Linked DNA regions of Salmo salar: region 1 is linked to region 2. A link is a contact called in public Hi-C data. All regions are on one chromosome and are shown on one strand. Each heading gives the region's core, a stretch centred on a gene start, on an enhancer-like site or on the middle of the called end of the contact. The rest is flanking DNA. Distances are from core to core; before and after follow the strand shown.

The links. Hi-C and Micro-C count contacts between places; a contact is called where the count stands out from the background.
Region 1: a Hi-C map of muscle shows a contact between it and region 2, with 10 times the contacts expected there. The contact joins the enhancer-like site here to the promoter of LOC106565887 in region 2. A contact is called at or near these places in 3 of 3 Hi-C or Micro-C datasets (blood, gill and muscle).

The regions. Positions count from the first base shown.
Region 1 is chrssa12:72,442,428-72,447,764 of Ssal_v3.1, forward strand. It overlaps LOC106565887 (eukaryotic translation initiation factor 4 gamma 3), which reads left to right. Exons shown (of 36, transcript XM_045691732.1): 15 at 1,177-1,450; 16 at 1,574-1,698; 17 at 2,805-2,948; 18 at 3,332-3,496; 19 at 3,710-3,907; 20 at 4,164-4,307; 21 at 4,490-4,726. Among protein-coding and RNA genes, the nearest start is that of LOC106565886, 17 kb to the right of the region's middle. Within about 2 kb of position 1,359, at least 1 of the 13 cell types and tissues checked has an H3K27ac peak or open chromatin away from gene starts, as enhancers often do. A contact at or near this core is called in muscle, where this site is marked.
Region 2 is chrssa12:72,397,161-72,402,420 of Ssal_v3.1, forward strand. It overlaps LOC106565887 (eukaryotic translation initiation factor 4 gamma 3), which reads left to right and starts at 3,617. Exons shown (of 36, transcript XM_045691732.1): 1 at 3,617-4,187. The coding sequence starts at 4,024. It overlaps LOC106565889 (endothelin-converting enzyme 1), which reads left to right. Exons shown (of 18, transcript XM_045691741.1): 15 at 1-19; 16 at 460-650; 17 at 885-980; 18 at 1,159-3,162. The coding sequence ends at 1,335. It overlaps LOC123725558 (a long non-coding RNA gene), which reads right to left and starts at 3,808. Exons shown (of 3, transcript XR_006758074.1): 1 at 3,584-3,808. LOC123725703 (U1 spliceosomal RNA) reads left to right here and starts at 161; the gene lies at 161-332.

The sequences.
Region 1 (5,337 bases), core at 109-2,608, 43 kb after region 2:
TGTTGATTTTTATTAGAATCCCCATTAACAGCCTCCAATGACGACAGCTAGTCTTACATGCATCAAAAGACACATTACAGACAAAAGACGATTTACATACATTTAAAAACATGAGTATGGTGTGTGAGTGGTTAGATATCCCGCTCGTCGCTCACGGAGCAGCGCTTGCACAATGTTCTGACACTCCCCATCTCTTTCCAACCTCTCATTGAAAGAGGTAATATGTCAGGCATATTGGGCCAAAATCAATGAAAGCCTATTGTGTAGATAATAGAACGAGCATTAACAAAACTTTTAAGAGATCAGATTTTTTGGTTTTTAATATTTTGCTACAATCTTCATCTTTGTAAGTCACCTTGATTTTGCACGTGCGTCTTATCAGTTTCTTTATGAAAATATTTAGCGAACTCCATGACAGTAGCTATAGCAAGGGGCTATAGCAGCACACAAGTAGACTACAAATGCATGCTGGGCCGAGCATGTCCTGAGCTCGTGAAGTAAGTGCTACTGTAGCGAAATTGGAGCAGGTGAGAAGGCTGTGACACTTCAGCCTTTGGGATACTCGCTCCGCGCTCCAGTCAAATTGGGCACGTTCCAGCTCCGCTCCACACACAGTCTGGTGTACGTCGATCAGTTACACATACATGTTAATACATGCACACAAAAAGTAGGCCACATGGGGGAGAGGCGTTGTTCTGTGAGGTGTTGCTTTATTTGTTGTTTTTTAACCAGGTTTCATGTTCACTTGTGCTATATGAGATGGCGGTTCCATTCAATCATGGCTCTGTATAATACTGTACATTTCCTTTAATTTGTTTCAGATCTGGGGACTATGAAAAGACCCCTGTTGGGGGGGGGTGTGTGTGTGTGTGTGTGTGTGTGTGTGTGTGTGTGTGTGTGTGTGTGTGTGTGTGTGTGTGTGTAAGTTGACTATGGAAACAATTTGGAATTTCCAACACTGTTTCTTTACAAAAACCAGAAGCGATGCAGTCAGTCGTTCCTCAACTCTTAGCCAAGAGAGACAGCATTGCATAGTGTTGATATTATCCCTCTGATTATAATGAAGAGCTAAGACTCGGCAAGGAGTTATCCATCATGATCAGTGTTCCAAACCCCCTGTGTGAAGTCCACTATGTCCCTCGATCTCACCCCCTCTCCCTCCCTTGCCTCCCCCAGGACGAGCTCAAGCCTGTGGAGGAGGCTGCTGGAGACCAGGCCCTGCAGCCCGCCAGGCCCCATAGTAGCAGCAGCCCGCCCCCACCCTCAGCAGCGCCTCCAGCCATGGAGGCAGAGGAAAAGCCCCCTGCCCCAGAGGAAAATGGGGAGGCTGAGCTGGAGCCCATGAGGAACGGGGCTGGGCATACCTCGGAGACAGAGAGCAGTGACAGTGGCGCCACCCCTGGTGACAAGGAGGCCTCTACAGAAGCACCCCCAGACCTCTTCCAGGAAGGTAGGAGGGCAGTTATTAGCCTCAGTTTCATTCGTGTTTTTCACTTTTTCACAATCAACTCATACAACCTTTGCACAGTATGAGATGAGCAGGGCTGTTTTCTTCCTCTCGTTGTTTCCTCAGATCTGCCGGAGACCAACGGGAAGCGCCAGTACAACCGGGACTTCCTGCTGGGCTTCCAGTTCATGGCTGCCTGTACACAGAAGCCAGACGGGCTACCTCAGATCAGTGACGTAGTTCTGGACAAGGTGTGTGTGTGTGAGTGGTCTGAGCAGAGCTTCAGCCTAGTGGACAGAATGTGTTGTGAGCAAGCCCCTAAACCTCACAGTGGTTCAGTAAATATTCAGGATTATAAATTCATAGTGTAAGATGTTAGCAAAGTAAGTTGCTTTTGAAAAGGGCTTTTCTTTCAAGTACAGGGATTATTTATTTATATAGAACAAATAGTATGAGTAGCCGTATGTGATCCCTTTAGTAAGCACAAGACCAGATGTATAGGTTTTTTCAGCTATTGTCTAATAGTCATTTATGAAATGATAGGCTTCTGGTAAATGAATCTCCCTCGTCTCAACATAGGCTACATACTGTTGGAGCCTATAATGGCTAGCCCATAGACATCCTGTTTTGATTAAAATCACATTGCCATTATGTCACACTTGGCAGTGTTGATAATTCAGCCCCAGAAAAGGAGCATTAAGACTGGCAATGATTGATGTACAGTCCCTGGAGTCATATTTTTCTCCCTGAGAAAATGTTCGCTGGAGGAGAGTACTAAGGGAAGTCAAGGACAGCTGAGAGAGCTGTAGTTGTTCTTCCCCTTCCCTTCCCCCACAATGTTCCCCTCAGTCCTCCTTCCACATCTGGTTCTGACTTCACTCACTGTGCCAGTCACAAAATGTGTTTAAACATAATTTGTCGAAAGCATAGCTGAAACACAAAACAACATACGAAGTTGGTGGTGATCTAGGACTGTTATTGAGAATTCACCACCGCTCAGTAAAAACCAGTGGGATAGACCTAAGGGAGGGGAGTCTGGCCAGTCTCTTTCTCCCTAGTGGTAGGCCAGAAACAACTCCCAGCCCCCTACCTCAGGCACTTCATGTAGATCTGAAAGAGTTGATGGGTATATGCAATATGGTAGTAACCCTACCTTTCCCTCTGATGTGCTTTCACCATATTGATCATTATATTATCATTCATTATTGCACCTATCTGAGGTATGTGACAGTGAAACATTATTTGATTTGGATTATACAGCCACTGCTTTTCCTCTATGGCTAGGGCCACAGTGTTAGAGAATCACTGCTCCCCCTGCTGGTCTGTCAGCTCACCATCTCGCTCCCTGTGTCTGCAGATTAACCAAAACAAGCTGCCAACCCGGGCTGTGGAATCCAGGGTGATCTCTCGTGGCCCTGACTTCACACCTGCCTTCGCTGACTTTGGCAGGCAGATGAGTGGAGGACGCAGCGGCGCTGCAGTGAGTCACGCACACGCTCACGTAATTACTACTCCTCCACCTGACACCAACACAACACCCCTCTTTCTCTCAAATAATGTCTCTTGTCTTTGTGTTTCTCATCTTTCTCTCTCACACGCACTCACAGAATATTAACTTGTGCGTTTAATTTTCCCCAGAGTCTTCTGGTATGGTAACAAACAACATCGCTGGGCTGGTATCATAGTGAGATAAATGAATCATGGGGAATTATTTGCACCTCTTGTTGGTTTGCTAGATATGAGTCATTTCCCAAAGTCGTGCTCATTCAAGGAAAGTCGTAAATTGAACATCAACGCACAACCTTGGCGTCTTGGCGATATTGTGTTTTGTTGGTGGTGAACTGCAGAAGTGACGAGTTGTGCTGTCTCCTCTCTGTCCTCCAGCAGATGATGAACATGGGGGGGGGTGCCCGGCGGCCCCCACCCAGGAAGATTATCCTGAACGTGTCGGCGAACGACGAGGTGCAGCTGAAGAAGGCCGAGAACGCCTGGAAACCTGGCATGAAGAGGGCGGGGCCATCAGACGACCCTGAGGTCATTACAACACAGGTAGGATGAGCCCAACCTTTCATCAGACACAACCACACAGTCAAAAACACACACCGTACTCAACTACAAGATATTATACGTTTCTTCAGCAGTCGCTCCACACAGGAAAGAAATGTTGTGACCAAGGAGTTGTCAAGAGACCGAAGATGAAATGAAGTGTGAGTGAATGAATGTTCACCTCAATAAATTATGAGGATGTTGTTGCCGTGTCAGGAGCTCTTCCGGAAGGTGCGCAGCATCCTCAACAAACTGACGCCTCAGATGTTCAACCAGCTGATGAAGCAGGTGACGGACCTTACCATCGACACGGAGGAGCGCCTCAAGGGCGTCATCGACCTGGTCTTTGAGAAGGCCATCGACGAGCCCGGCTTCTCTGTGGCCTACGGGAACATGTGCCGCTGCCTCACCACGGTATGTTATGCTCAGTTCTTTATCGTTCAGACATGATTACTTGTGGTTCCTCTGAATGCTGCTAGCCAACATCAAAATATAATCTGTGTATGCATGGGTCCTCTAAAGCCTCATACACATTCAGCAAAATGTCCCTAAATGTATATTTCTGCCCCCCTTTTCACTCTTTCGACACCATCTCCCATTCAATTCAAAGTGTTTCCTCCATATTTCTTCCCCTCTAACCAAATTGTTACTTATCTCGGTTGCTCTCCAGCTTAAAGTGCCCATGACGGACAAACCCAACACCACAGTGAACTTCCGTAAGCTTCTGCTCAACCGCTGTCAGAAGGAGTTTGAGCGGGACAAGGTGGACGACGTGGTGTTTGAGAGGAAACAGAAGGAGCTCGACTCTGCACAGGTACCCGGATCACCTGACACACACACACTACCCAGATCACCAACCGGTCTGTAACCTACTGTCCCTAGTAGGGGAATACAGAGCAGAGAACTCTATGGGATCCAGTCAGTTACTGATGTTAGTTGAATAGTTAGTGTGGGGTTTGCTGTTAGGTCTGACAATCTACTCCATCTCCTTTCCAGTCCAGTGATCAAGAGAGACTACGGTTGGAGCTGGAGGAGGCCAAGGACAAGGCCCGCCGGCGCTCCATAGGAAATATCAGGTTCATCGGGGAGCTGTTCAAACTCAAGATGCTGACAGAGGCCATCATGCACGACTGTGTGGTCAAGCTGCTGAAGAACCACGACGAGGAATCGCTGGAGTGCCTGTGCAGGCTGCTCACCACCATTGGCAAAGACCTGGACTTTGAGAAGGCCAAGGTGAGCTATAGGGATGGGCAGGGGAGAGGAGGGGGCTTAAATGAATTCCAGCTAGTGGTATGGGGATGCCTCTGAGGGCTGCAGGGATGTGGGTGAAGAGACATGGTTGAAGACATCTCACTGTTCCCTCTTGTCTGCTGTTGTCTGGCCTGTTTTAACCTGCTGCTGGCCAAAGGAATGGCTCCTAGACATGTACAAAAGTGTTCTCCCTTTTGGGCTCTGCCAGAGTTTTAAGACTCTGTGGTCCTCACTCATACTACGCTGACTCTGCAACACACTACATATGCTAAACACACACGCATCCATATTGACGGCGCACACAAACACACTTACACACTTCACATACGCTGCTGTTACTCTGTTTATTATATATCCTGATTGCCTAGTCACTTTTACCCCTACCCACATGTACATACTGTATTACCCCTGCACATTGACTCGGTACTGGTTCTCCTTGTAAATAGTCTTGTTAATGTTTTTGTGTTACTATTTCTTTTTTATTTAGCAAATATATGTATCACTTTTTAACTGCACTGTTGGGAATGGTCTCGTAAGTAAAGTATTTCACTGTAAAGTTTAAAGATCCCAGAAATGTTCCATATGCACAAAAG
Region 2 (5,260 bases), core at 2,367-4,866:
CATGCTTTTGATGACCAAGGTAAGACTTTGTATTTTCATATAAGTTGTAGCGTCTTAACTCTTGTTACTTTATATGGGAGACTCAGAATAAAATGATGTGAATAAAGAAGTTTGGTACAAATTAAAAGACTCTTTTTAGAAATATAGCTAGGCTGTACACTTACAGTACCTGGCAGGGGAGACACCTTGATCACGAAGGAGGTTCACCCAGGGCGAGGTTCGGCCATTGCACTCTGGACGAGCTGATCCCTCAAATTCCCCAGATGTGGGAATCTCTACTTCATAATTTGTGGTAGTGGGGGACTGTGTCCGCACTCATACACCACCCCCCAAAAAAGAACAAATTATTATAGGCTGTAATTTCTGTAAGTTGTAATGTGCCATATGTTTGATTGTTGGGATACTTATGATTTCAAATTAGGTCTCCCGTTCTGAAGCATATTTTGCTTTATGTTAAAGGGAGGGAGTACGACAAGGATGGGAACCTCCGCTCCTGGTGGAAGAACTCGTCTGTGGAGGCCTTTAAGAAGCAGACCCAGTGTATGGTGGAGCAGTACAGTAACTACAGCATCAACAAGGAAGCCCTCAATGGAAAACACACCTTGGGAGAGAACATAGCTGACAATGGTGGCCTGAAGGCTGCCTACAAGGTTTGTATGATAGGGAGGTGTTAGGGTGGGCTAAGGGGAAAGTAAACTTGACAATTCAACTTACAAGCACACATACAGTAAATGTGCAGACATTTCAGAATCATCAATGTGGGATGCCGTATTTGGAAGGTTTGAGGGCAAGAAAGATAAAAACAAAAAAATTGTTTCAAACATCCTCTTGCCATAGAGAGAAAATGCATGCTGCCTGTAACATGATCCTTGTCTGCTTTGAAGGCTTATGTGAACTGGATTGCAAAGAATGGAGAGGAGGCCACTCTGCCCGCCCTGGGGATGACTAATCATCAGTTATTTTTTGTTGGATTCGCCCAGGTTTGTGCCACTTACAGTATCTCCATGTCTGTGGCAAATTTAGTAATGCATTCTCTAACATGCCTGCCTTCAACATTATGTATTAATTTGAATGTCCTATTACATTGATAATGTAAATGAAGGATTATTCACTCTAAAGTCCTTAATAATATGTGTCTGTGCTTCCTGCTATGTGTAGGTATGGTGCTCAGTTCGAACTCCGGAAAGCTCGCATGAGGGCATCATCACAGATCCACACAGTCCGTCAAGATTTCGAGTTATTGGCACCATCTCCAATTCCCATGACTTCTCCGAGCACTTTGGCTGCAAGGCAGATGCCCCCATGAACCCTAAACACAAGTGTGAGCTTTGGTGATGCCTAGCTACACATTGGTTGGTCTGGCAGGTGGCAAAATGGACACTGGGGACATGGAGCATAAATAGATGCAGAGGTAAAGTCTCTAAGGAAGTAGAGTACTGGTCTCGATAGCACTGAAAATCCAGCTGTCTTACCCACTACACTTCTCAGTGTCCTTATGAGGACTGAAGCTGGAAGTTGAGCCAGACCCAACTATCTTCATAAAGAAAATTTGTTATAGAAATCGGCCTCTCTTTCCCCAATGGAACTCTGAAAATGTGCCTTCGTGTTCACTTAATGGAGGGACAATTTTAACACTGGAAACCAAAGGAACGGTTATAAAAAGGGGAAAACTAATGGGAACTTCTCTCAATAAGATTTTATGAAGTTGTCATATGCGTTATAGTGATATTTATTTGTTTGTCAGTTATATCAATCCACCTTTGTGTTGTCTTCAGTTATTGTATATTTCTAGACTGCAAAAGAAAATGACGAGTTGCAATTCCTGGATTTGGATTGAGATATAATCCAGAGGAAACGGTCAATCACATCTACAGTATAATACAAGTTACTGTCATAACAAGTGGATTGTAAAAGCCATATTTTATTATTGCACATGATTGAGCCGGTCAATAAGCCCTATGTGTAGGCCTAGCTTGTTTCTGCATCAACAAAACCTAACACTGATTTGGGTTAATGTCTCCAGTTTATGCAGTAGTGGTGTTGTAAGGAAGTGACCCTCACATAATCGCTAAATGCCTGATATAAGAGACATATTTAAACAAATATTAAATCAGAGAATTCTGAAACTCAAGGATGTACTGTTTAACCATTATTTAACTGGGCAAGTACTGAACAAAAATATAAATGCAGCATGTAAAGTGTTGGTCCCATTTTTTTTTTTTACAAGCTGAATTAAAAGATCCCAGAAATATTCCATATGCACAAAAAGCTTTTCCCTCAAATGTTGTGCATAAATTTGTTTACATCCCTGTTAGTTAGCAATTCTCCTTTGCCAAGATAATCCATCCACCTGACTTTGAGGCATATCAAGACGGTGATTAAACGGCATGATCATTACACAGGTGCACCTTGTGCTGGGGACAATGAAAGGCCACTCTAAAATGTGGCCACACAGATGCCACAGATGCCAAGTTTTGAGGGAGCATGCTGACTGCAGGAATGTCCAACAGAGCTGTTGCCAGAGAATTGGATGTTCATTTCTCTATCATAAGCTGCCTCCAATGTCATTTTAGAGAATTTGGCAGTCCATCCAACAACCGCAGATCACGTGTAACCATGCCAGCCCAGGACCTCCACATCCAGCTTCTTCACCTGTGGGATTGTCTGAGGGGAGTGGGGTATTTATGTCTGTAATAAAGCCCTTTTGTGGGGAAAAACTCATTCTGATTGGTTGGGTGGGCCTGGTTCCTAAGTGGATGAGCCTTTGCCCTCCCTGGCCCACCCATGGCGGTGCCCCTGCCCAGTCATGTCAAATCCATAAATTACGGCTTAATTTATTTATTTCACTTGACTGATTTCCTGCTATGAACTGTTACTCCGTAAAATCTTTTAAATTGTTGCATGTTGCGTTTATATTTTTGTTCAGTATATTAACCATTGAGCAAGTCACGTAACATTTTTATTTTACCGTTTTGTATCTGGTCATATATGACATGACTTCTCTGTGACGTTACTAACTGTTCTTATCTCATAGAAATGTTGTCACCATTCTTTTGTATGACCCATCTATTTCGATGGCCCATCTGAGGCATCATGACGACACCTTTAACGTAATGATGAACCTCCGTTGTATTCCCAAACAATAAAAGTAAATTAATAGTGGTTATCAACGCTAGATGTCGCTGCACACAAACAATACAGTACCGAGTACAGTACGATCTAATACAAACTTCACTTCTGCCAGTAAATACACCATCGGTCAATCATTATGTGTTCAGATGACTGTACTTGAACCTGATTACATTTTATATATTGAGTGAGTGGTTCTTGAGAATGACCCCATACATATAGCAGGAGACAGTTTATTTTACACACACACTTCAAGACAGCCACTACAGTTAAAATAATAAATAACATGCATTCTTTAAAAAAATATCATAAAGCCTAGTTATTTAGAACAACAATAATGCAGTACTCAATATACATGAATGTAGGCCTATGTGCCAGTCAGTATAGATAATTGGCCACATGAATGCAACAAATGAAGCGTCATTTTCGATAGCTGTAGTTAAGACGTACATACCCGTAATTGGACGAGAATAGCCGAATCATCTGTCCTACCGGACTGGAAGCGGCCGGAACGCCATGTTGACGAAGTCTCCCATCTCCGTGGAAAAATGATTATAGAAAAATCAGTCGTTGAAAACAAATGTTAAATTATCGAAGGAGAAAAGACGCCGGCGATAGTGTTCGTAAGAACTGAAACGGATCTGCAGAGGTCCCGGGCGGGCAAGGGAGGCAAACCTCCCACCGTCCCCATGAATAGCACCACAGACCCGAACAGCGACTTTCCATGAAAAAAAGCTATTCTGAGTTGCTATAATAGCTAGCTAGCCCTAGTGTCGGCTAAAGGATTTGCGGCCTGTTTCAATCATATTCTACGCTTGCTATATTTATGAAAGCTAGATATATTTTGTATCAGTATTTATTAGTGTATTGTTTTCCTTTGTTTATTTTTTTGCAATGAGTTTGCCGGCGAAAATAGTCCCAAAACCCGCCACTGTCGCAGTAAGTGGACCTGGAACTGGCCCGTCTCCGTCGAGCCAACTGCGGGCTACCCTGACCTCGGTGTCTTTACCGTCGGGAGCCCCAGGCGCTCCTCAACTGAGCACCTTGCCGCCTCCTCAGTATCCTTCATTGACAAGAATACCCCTGCCATCTCTTGGTCAGGTATTCGGGGGAGAAACATTTAGGTAACGTATTGGTGAGCGGTTGGGTGCGGGTCAATGACGGATGTTTTGAAGAATAGGGAGGAGACGTTAGCTTGCTAGTTAGTTAGCTTACAAATTACTATAGTTGTTTATTGATAATCTGCCAAAATGGCTAACTAGTCAACATCGCTAAACTGCAGATAATTAATTTTGTTTGCCAATACATTGTAACTGTTGTGCATGTGGGGATCAGAAAAGCGGGCCAACTAGACACAATTTCACGAGTTGGCGTAGCTAGTTAGCTAACTCTAGAAGGCCACTGCACCGGCTTTGTTCGGTTTACCGGTAGCTAGCTAACTAGTCAGCCACTTTCATATTAGCAACTGTAAACTCATAACTAGCTAATCCGGCTAACATATTGGCGAACTATTTTATTCGGGTCAGGCAGTATTTTGTGAGAGGGTTTGGGTGGACTAGATTTTGTAGCCATCAAAACGCAACTAGTTAATCATCCTAAAACTATATTATTGCTACCTCGTATGAGTGAATGTAAACTAGCTGGGTACAGTAGTAACCTAGCTAACTAAGTTGGGCCTTCTCCCCGGTATCCATAAAAGGGATGCTAACTGTCGTTGTTTAGCTAGCTACCTTAGCTAGCTAGCTAGGCCGTAGTTAAACCTGGTAATAGATGGCAACCGGTGCCACACCGGTATACCCATATTGACACGGTAGTGACGCCACAGACATATTTGCTGGTAGCAACGTTAGCAACTGTAGTAACGTTACAGTGTAATGAATTTGATCCAGTATGCGTTTATCGTTATTCCTATTTTATTTGGGGATATGCATGTATCATGATTGTATGAATGACATTCAGTAAGCCTATGTCAAGTCACTGCGTATCTAATTAAAAAAAAAACAGAAATGGATCAAGAGCATTTTTCTCACTTCAGAAACCTCTTGTCCCTGTGAACACCTTTGATCCCAGCCAGTGGAAGTGTTCTGCCAAATTGGATCAACTAACAAACGTGCCTTGCTTGATTTGTATG